3 separate regions of the Mus musculus genome follow, and all the other regions are linked to region 3. Evidence: chromatin contacts called from public HiChIP or PLAC-seq data. All regions are on one chromosome and are shown on one strand. Each heading gives the region's core, a stretch centred on a gene start, on an enhancer-like site or on the middle of the called end of the contact. The rest is flanking DNA. Distances are from core to core; before and after follow the strand shown.

Region 1 (2,700 bases), core at 183-2,682, 59 kb before region 3:
TACAACTTTTGCTAGCTTCAACCTCGAAGGAAAGGCTTGCACACAGAAAACTCCAGCGCTGCAAGCTTTTTAAGAGGACGGAGCGGAGGACACCACACCCCTCGGTACCAGGCAGAGAGCGCCTGCCTCCCGCGCCCGCCGCCAGGGGTCAGGGCGAAGTCCCATGCGCCCTCCTGCTCCCCACGGCTCTCGGCCCTGACTCCCCAGCCCAGGGGCTGGGGTTCCCGTTCCTCCTCCTCTGTATTCCTTCTCTCCGCCAGACCTATGACCCCACAACCTCACCTGCTCCGTGGTCCCTCTCTTAACCCTTAACACTGTCCTAAGGTCCCTTTCAACATTATCAAGATCACTCTGGACCAAACTGACAGACGTAATGGTCCCATCTTCACTGTCCCTCCGTGCTTCTTCCTTGCACCTGCCACAGCCCCTACCCCCTTTTAAAACCCACCTTTACTCCCTGGTTTTTCTTAGGCCGTGGGGGTGAATAAGTGGCTCACAATCTAACATACTTCTTTAGGCTGAGGCATGTGCCAAGACCTGTCACCCCCACCCCCATGCCCCAGAGGACATGCCATCTGAAGAACTGCCTGACCCACCCTTACTTAGATCACTCTCAGGCTGTCTACTCCAAGCTGAATCGTAGCCCTATTTGGGAACCGGGGTCTCCACGTTTAGTCCACCTGAGTGCCAAGAAGGAGTTGACAATGGCGGTGGTACTTGTGAGGGAGGAAGGAGGCTTCCCCCACCTCGGAACTCCCCCCGCCCGGGCCTCTCAGGGGCAGAAAAAACTATTGAAGTTCTCGAGAACTTCGCTAAGTGCAATACACGCATGCCGCTGCCCAAGCCAGCCACTTTAGGCTCCTGGGGGGTTGGGGTGGGGGGACACTGTCCAAATGAATCTCCTTCCCCCGAACACACACACACACACACACACACACACACACACACACACACACACACACACACACACACTGAGCAGCAGCCCTAAGCCTCCCAGTAGGTACGGGCTGGACCGCAGTGGGGTCTCGCGAACGTGTCATCTGGAAAACTTTTCTAAGTCTGGCAGACCGGGTCTCCTTCTTTCCCCTTTTGGCTCCATTGGTCTCCTCTCCAAAAGGAAGCCCTAAGACATTCCTAGCTTTTCACCTCCCCACCCAGCCCATTCCTCCAAGGTGCCAGCTCGAGTGCCGCGAAGGTGGAGAGCGGGCTGGGGCGAGGAAAGCAGTCCGAGCATTTGGAGTGGAAGATAGCAAAAGCAGGCACTTTGGAGCCCTCACCCAAGCCTACCTCGGAGTCTACGTATTTGCCCCCAGACATGCTGGCGCGTGGCTGGCTGCAGGCTCTGAGGAGGTTTCCCTGGGCTGTGATTTAAGAGAACTGAGGAAGGAAGATCTTGTATTGTATAGAGGGGGGAAAGGCGCTGGCGGGGGGCGGTGGCTGGGAGGGAGCCTCTTGGCTGTTCGCCAGGGGTTTGTTCTGCTCTCAGTTGGCTAGGACGTGCTCTGCGCCGGGTCTAGGCACATCCCCAAGGTTCTGGCAGCAGAGGGCGGGGAGTGCCGGCGGGGAGCTGAGAGCCTGTGAGAAAGCCTTCATCAGAGCTAGGCAGTTTGGGCAGATATTTTAGACTCGAGGCAACGTTTTCCCAGCTATAAACCTACAGAGAGGCATCCAGGGGAGAGCGCGTGTTTTCCCAGTGCATCATCTCAGCAGGGGTGGAGGGAGCCCAAGAGTCTGCAGAGATGCCCAGTATGGGCATCCGGCTCTGCAGAAAGAATTCTGCCCTGTCCTAAGCTGCCTCCCCTCCCAATTCGCCCACGTAGAACTGATCTGTCTCCTTGTTTCACAGAGAAAGATATAGAAGCGAGATGGCTGGGAACCTGAGGGAACATTTTTTTTTTTTTTAAATATAAACACAACGAAGCAATCTGTGTGGGCGCCTCTGCAATAAAGAAAATGAAATCCCTACCAGCAGGTTATACAGTAACCATAAGCACTTTGAGTATTTTCAACTGCAGAAAATTTTACTTAGAGGTTCAAGCTTGTTACTAGAGAGTTTTTTGTTTTTGTTTTTGTTTTTTTTGTTTTTTTTTTTTTTCTTGGCTCAAGATCGACGAGTTCGAACCCAGGGCTTTGTGTATTCTGCCTGGAGATTAAACACTCTACCACTGAACTACATCCTCTGCCATAGAGGATCCAAGCGCAGGAATATGTGCTTGACTGTGAGAGAATGTTTTTTGTTTGTTTGTTTGTTTGTTTTATTTTTTGACAAAGTAGTTTTTCTTTTTAAGTTAACAACTAAAATATCAGTTTCAAAAGCTGGCCAGCCTCCTTTGTCTTATTGTAAGGAAAAATAAGATAAACTATAGTTGCTTTTTACTAAAGGAAAGAGTAACTAATTAGAGACAGTAACTAAGCAGTTTACTCCCCACCACCTCAAGGATGAAAGGAAATTTTTACCTAAGCATTCCTATGCAAACACTCCCAATGCACACTGGAAAGGACAGAGAGTACATTTTTAAAATTGTTTCCAAGAAGCAGGAGCACGGGCTCATGAGAAGGATGAAGAGGAATCCCAGGGCTTGAAAACAGATAAAATGGAACCCTGAAAGAACTGATCATCTAGCTGGAAAGAAGACCTGAAAAGACCAGTAACCTGGGTCCCCGGCTGATAGGGAAGCAATTGTTAATTAATTATTTGAT
Region 2 (2,700 bases), core at 132-2,631, 34 kb before region 3:
GCTCAGTTCATAGCACTGTTTTACTAAAGTCTGCCCTTCTCCAAGGGTCAGAATGTAAGCGCTGTTTTCTCTGAGATCAACGTTTGTTTTGCCCAAGCACAGATGGTGACTGAATAAAAGTCAATGAAAGGAGGAAAGGACCTGCCCAGAACCACAGGCACGAGTCACAACAGGCCCTGGAGAGAGCAGCCTATGACAGGAAGTGGCCTTCCAGCCCCCACCTCCACACTCAGCTCAGCCTTCTGCATGGAAGGAAAAATCACACCCAGGAAAGAGGCCCTTGCTTCCTTCTGTTTAAACTCTCAGCCGGGACTATTATTCTAAAGAAAGCACACTGCCCTTCAAGATTTCTCAGGTCTTGTTACCCTTGGGAACTAATGTAAGCGTTTTCTCTGCAAATGGGCCCTGGGAAATAGGAAGAGCAGAGAGCAGGTGGCAAAAACTTCTGTAAGCTTCAGAATCAACCCATGTGTCCCCTCTCACCAGATGTGCAGACAGCTGAGGGTAGCAAACAGGATACCCGCAATGAAGGCCAAGGGGATGGCCAGAAATACGGTCAGGAACTTGTACATCACATATTTGCTGATTTCAAAGAGAGCATGGCTGCAGATCCACACTTTGTCAAAGGAGTGTGTAGTCTCAGGCTCTGCAATCAGATCCTCGAAGCCTAGCTGCAGAGACAAGATGCAAGGACTCATGACGTCATCCAACCTGTCGGGGATAGGGTCGGGGTGGGGAGGGAACGAAGTTGGTGGGGGTGGGGGGTGTGGTGGCAGAAGCACTCTAAGAAGGGGAAGTCCGAAGGAAAGGCGACCTGGCTAGAGTATCTTCAGCTTTTCTTAGAGTGACACTGGGCACACAGGAGTTGGACACTGTGTGGCTGTTCAGGGAGCCTGAAGGCTGTGGGACCAGGGCAGAGTGCCAATGGAACCAGCATTAGCAATGGGACCAACCCCCACTGTTGGGGAGAAGGTCAAGAGTCATCCTCCTGCAGCATACAAGGGACCCTTAGCAGCCTCCAGCCTAGATGAGTGATAGCCCAGCCTGAAACTCACCTTGAGATGAGAGTTGAGCTGGTGAGGATCCCGGTCGTGACTCGAGTCAACATACTTCTCAGGATCTGCGTAGTCAACGCCACTGTGGTGGCTGTAGGCGTCATCGGCCATGAAGAGCTGCACATCGGCCTTCTCGGTCTCCAGCCCCATCGTGGCTGGCGTTGCAAGAGTGGCTCGGTCGTTCGGTCCCTAGGCAGCCCTGCCTCCCCTTCCCGTGGCGCTCAGCCCCGCCCCGCCTGGCTTCGCCCTGCCTAGCCTCGGGCTGCCCGGGCGGCGGCCGCTTCCCGCTGCCGGTTCCCGCTCCCAGCCTTGGCTGGCCGAACCCCGCCCCGCCCCGCCGGGCCTGCGGGGAGGGAGGGCACCTCTCCAGTTGTTTGCCAAAGCCCCAAGGAGCCCGGGGAACCGGCTCGATGAGTCATCTCCTGGCTTGGTGAAGCCGGGCAAAGCAGACCTCCCGGGCCACTTGGCTTGCAGTCCGAACAGGGATGCTTAAAGGCAGACAGATTGGTCAGGGAGGTGTGTGTACTGGAAGAAGGTCTGGAGGTGCTAGGGGGCAAGCATTAGGGAAGTCTACATGCATCTACTGGTTGGATTAGAGTTGTGGCACCTGCTCCTCAGAGCTATCCTGAGAGAATGAGATGTTAATTCCTAACTTTTACTTGGTCCCCAACTCACAGCAAGCATTGTAGCTGAATCGTGAGGCTAAGGCGTACCTTGTTGATAGATAATGGACTGCAGCAGCCCTTTCGTTTTGTTTTTGTTTCCCCAGAGTTGGTTATGTAAGTTGTTATAGGAGTTTGTTGCCATCATACCCCAAGGATAGGTCTGCTCTTCTGCCTCCAAACTACAACTAACTTTGGATTTTCCCTTAAATCAGGATTTTGTTCAAAGACTGCAGGAACTAATGCCGTGCAGACAGGTCTGTAATGCCATCGTAGGAGCAGCATAAACAAGCATATAACTACATCATGGTACATGGATAAGCCCGCTGACCATTCTCTCAAGAGCTTCAGTAGGGAGGAGTTGGCATAAAGAGTTTGCCATCTGGTAACCTAAAACTTTGCCTGCGCGAAATAGGAACTTGGTGAGTATAGATATGGAATGATGCTTTCAGTTTGCCCAGACCCCAAACTATAGTACCAAAGAATGGGCATTGCTCTGGACAGCCGGCTTTAGAGCCTGCTGCACAAATCAAATCCCTTGTAGGAAATGGATTTGAAGGTTTCTTTGGAAAAGGAAAGGCTATTTGGGGAGTAATACAAGTTACAAAACAACCAACTAAACAACCTGGGAACTGATCGGAGAACATATTTGGAAGGCAAAACTCTAAATGTCATAGTTGAATAGGGAGTGTATCTTCTTCCACTGCAGTGTGTGGGTCATCATGTCAGTAATGCAGAATGGCGCAGGGTTGAATCCCACGTCCTGGAGGCTTCTTCTCTCGCCCCCTCACCGAGTCCCGTTACTCAAGCTTCCCCCTCCCCCTGATTATACTTTTCCTTCCTGGTTTTATTTAAATCCTTTTTAATTCGAAGGGGTGGTATAGGCCTTACACTCACTGTTTTCTCAGCACTTCACCATCCTGCATTCATTCGGACTTTCTGAGAATCAGATAGGGTCTAGATGCTACGCCCGATGGCAGGAG
Region 3 (2,700 bases), core at 161-2,660:
ATATTCTAGGCTCATGCTAAAGCCCTTTATGTACCCAGCCTCATTTAGTGCCTATAATGACTTATTGGTGCTAATGGGATCCTCATTATATAGCTGGGAAAGAGAGACAGAAATGTTGGGTGTCTTTTTCACAGTCTTACAATAAGTGAGGAGAGCAGCCAGGCATTAATTGTGGGATAATTAGCATAGGAGAGAATGTTTTGTATTCTGGGTGGGAAGCTTTCCAAATTCTGTAACCCTCCCTGGGGGGGGGGGAGGGGGACGATTACAGTTTCATGAACAGAAACACAGAAGAAAAAAAAAGGATCAGAAACATTACTCATGATTTTTTTTTACACTCATCTCAAACTTCAGTTATGTATCATGAGTTAGTCACATAAATTCCAGACTTAGGAGTGTTTGTGGGAAAATATTTTTATTCCATTCTTCTTTCACCTCTGTCAGATTCCAAACTTCCTTTCAAATTTCCAGCTTCCGAATAAACAGAACACCTTCCTCACTGTGGCCCACACCTCTTTCCTGGACTGCTCGGGGACCATAGCTTTGTACTCTGTCCCCACTCCAGTTTAGACTTCATAAAAGTAAGACTTTTGTTTAAAGGTGTCTTACAGTAAGAAGCATGCACACCCACTAACTAAGGTCCTCTCTACGTAGAAAAATCTCTTAGATAATTGCATCTTCTTCCACAAAGTGTTCACCACTTAGTGCGTGTGTTCATTTCCGGTTTGTACAGGGCTCTACTTTTTATCTCACTTTCTTGCATTGCTTCACACTGTTTCCTTCTCTTTTCCATAGCTTGTCTTAAAAAAGAACTAGAAGAGTGTTATTTTGTGAGAAAAAAAAAAAAACATAGTGGACTATTCTACTCACAAACCTACAAAGGAGATATGTGTATGTGTGTGTGTGTATATTTTTTTAAAAAATAATATTGGTTTTAATTTTTCCATGTAATATACTTGATATTTTTCCTCCCTAACTTCTCCCAGGTCCTTCCTACCTCCACACGCACAGAACTTCATGCTTTTTCTTTTTTTAAAATAAATAATGAAAAACACCCAAAGTCAATGCAAACAAACATAAAAAATTACCAAACCAAATAAAAACAACAGAAAGCTCACAGAAATATCATGGAAAAAATTTTTGTGTTGGCCAACTACAAGGATGGGGCTTGCTCTGGACTGTGGTTGATACAACCACTGTTACTCCATTTGAGAAAACTGATTTTTCCCCCTCTCCCCACAGCTATTGATTGTGTGGCAAATAGCTCCTTGGCTAAGAATGGAACTCTAAACCCAATTCCATTTCTCAATTCTGTGATTTGTTTGGCTTGAATTTCTATAGGCTTTGTGGATAGTGTCACATGTTCAGTGAGTTCATATATGAATCAGCACCCTGGTGTCTGAAAAATGCTCTTTCTTTGGAGTCATCCACCACATTCGACTCCTACAATCTTTTCACATCTTCTGTGGAGGAGTGTTATAAAACCCCAAATCTCTCATTCTGAGCATTGCTCAATTATGGATCTCTGTATGAATTATCATGCGCTGCAAGAAGCTTCTCTGATAAGAGTTGAACAATGCACTGGGCTATGGGTTGAGCAATACTATTAGTTGTTTTCTTGTTGTAGTCATTTGGCACAATATTAGGGGTAGGCTTCCTTCTGGGGCCTAAAACCTGTATTGTCTTGGTCATGAGCAGTATCAAGGATAGGTGCCATCTTGTGGAACAGGTTTTAAATCTAACCGAATGTCATTGGTTGCTCCCATAACATTTGCGCCAGGATTGCACATTGTGCCTCGTAGGCAGGTCATTATTGTAGGTCCCAGGGCTCTTAGCTGGGTGATTGTGATGCTTACTTTCCTCCTCCAGTAGCTTACATAGTGCCTTTCAGCGCCATGGATGCTAGTCAGTAAATGTGAGGTTTCTAGTTGGGCATCAGCTCAATTTCTTCATGTTTAACGCCATACATAAGTGATGTCTTTAGCAATGAGGCTTCACATCCGATAGTCTGTAATGTTGGGGGAGTGTATAGGACTCCTTTGGCCAATGACTCAACATGATGTAACCCATTCCTGGTAAGGGGGCAGTTTACTTGGAAGCATAAGATGCCTAACTGGGGTATTGTCTCCTCTACTGTTTGGTAGGTGCACTTAAAATAGTCCTTTGATCTATATATGTTTTAGGAAGCTTCTGCGGCAGTAGATTTCCTTATGGCTTTTGAAAAGGTCTTTAGTGTTTGCTGTCTTTCCTCACATTACCTCCATTACCCTCCCATTCCATCTCCATCCCCATTTAATCTTCCAATCCTAGTTTCTCCTTTATGCTCTTTCTTCACACTGTTTCTTGACCTTTCAAATAATCAGCCTTTTCTTACCACTCTAAATGTGCTTTGGTCATATCACCAGCATAGGCTCCATAGTCCTTTCGGGAGATAGATGAGATTAGATTGGCTGCCTAAACCTCCTTCAGTTCTGAGCAATAAGAAGGGTGCATCTATAAAGCCCATTTTTCTCAACAAAGCCAAGTATGGCATTATGGGTGTACACATACTTTCTTAAATGTGAATGGAAACATTAAAAAAGACCCAGAAATACCATGTTTATCTTGACCCAGATAGACACACATGGTATGTACTCACTTATGGGTGAATATCGGCTGTAGAGCAAAGGAAATTCACGCTGCAATCTACAGACTCTGAGA

What was found. HiChIP or PLAC-seq counts read pairs in DNA pulled down with a chosen protein or histone mark.
Region 1: a contact with region 3 is called in an H3K27ac HiChIP or PLAC-seq map of embryonic fibroblasts, with 14 read pairs. The contact joins the promoter of Cav1 here to the enhancer-like site in region 3. A contact is called at or near these places in 8 of 39 promoter capture datasets (the 3T3-L1 cell line, HPC-7-derived erythroid cells, cancer-associated fibroblasts and 3 more), 2 of 15 datasets of contacts at CTCF or cohesin (the NIH/3T3 cell line and pro-B cells), 7 of 484 Hi-C or Micro-C datasets (adipose-derived mesenchymal stem cells, bone marrow-derived dendritic cells, cortical neurons and 2 more), 4 of 115 datasets of contacts at active chromatin or transcription factors (bone marrow-derived dendritic cells, a colorectal cancer cell line, embryonic fibroblasts and 1 more) and 4 of 9 other capture datasets (adipose tissue, liver, macrophages and 1 more).
Region 2: a contact with region 3 is called in an H3K27ac HiChIP or PLAC-seq map of embryonic fibroblasts, with 16 read pairs. The contact joins the promoter of Cav2 here to the enhancer-like site in region 3. A contact is called at or near these places in 3 of 39 promoter capture datasets (liver, macrophages and maxillary cranial neural crest), 1 of 15 datasets of contacts at CTCF or cohesin (the NIH/3T3 cell line), 3 of 484 Hi-C or Micro-C datasets (muscle stem cells, nephron progenitors and pancreatic cancer cells), 4 of 115 datasets of contacts at active chromatin or transcription factors (bone marrow-derived dendritic cells, bone marrow-derived macrophages, embryonic fibroblasts and 1 more) and 2 of 9 other capture datasets (adipose tissue and pancreatic islet).

Annotation. Positions count from the first base shown.
Region 1 is chr6:17,305,067-17,307,766 of GRCm38.p6, reverse strand. It overlaps Cav1 (caveolin 1, caveolae protein), which reads right to left and starts at 1,432. Exons shown (of 3, transcript NM_007616.4): 1 at 1,288-1,432. The coding sequence starts at 1,317.
Region 2 is chr6:17,279,866-17,282,565 of GRCm38.p6, reverse strand. It overlaps Cav2 (caveolin 2), which reads right to left and starts at 1,381. Exons shown (of 3, transcript NM_016900.4): 1 at 1,056-1,381; 2 at 484-671. The coding sequence starts at 1,205.
Region 3 is chr6:17,245,906-17,248,605 of GRCm38.p6, reverse strand. No RefSeq gene overlaps it. Among named protein-coding and RNA genes, the nearest start is that of Cav2, 34 kb to the left of the region's middle. Within about 2 kb of position 1,410, at least 36 of the 459 cell types and tissues checked have an H3K27ac peak or open chromatin away from gene starts, as enhancers often do. A contact at or near this core is called in the NIH/3T3 cell line, adipose-derived mesenchymal stem cells, a colorectal cancer cell line and 2 more, where this site is marked.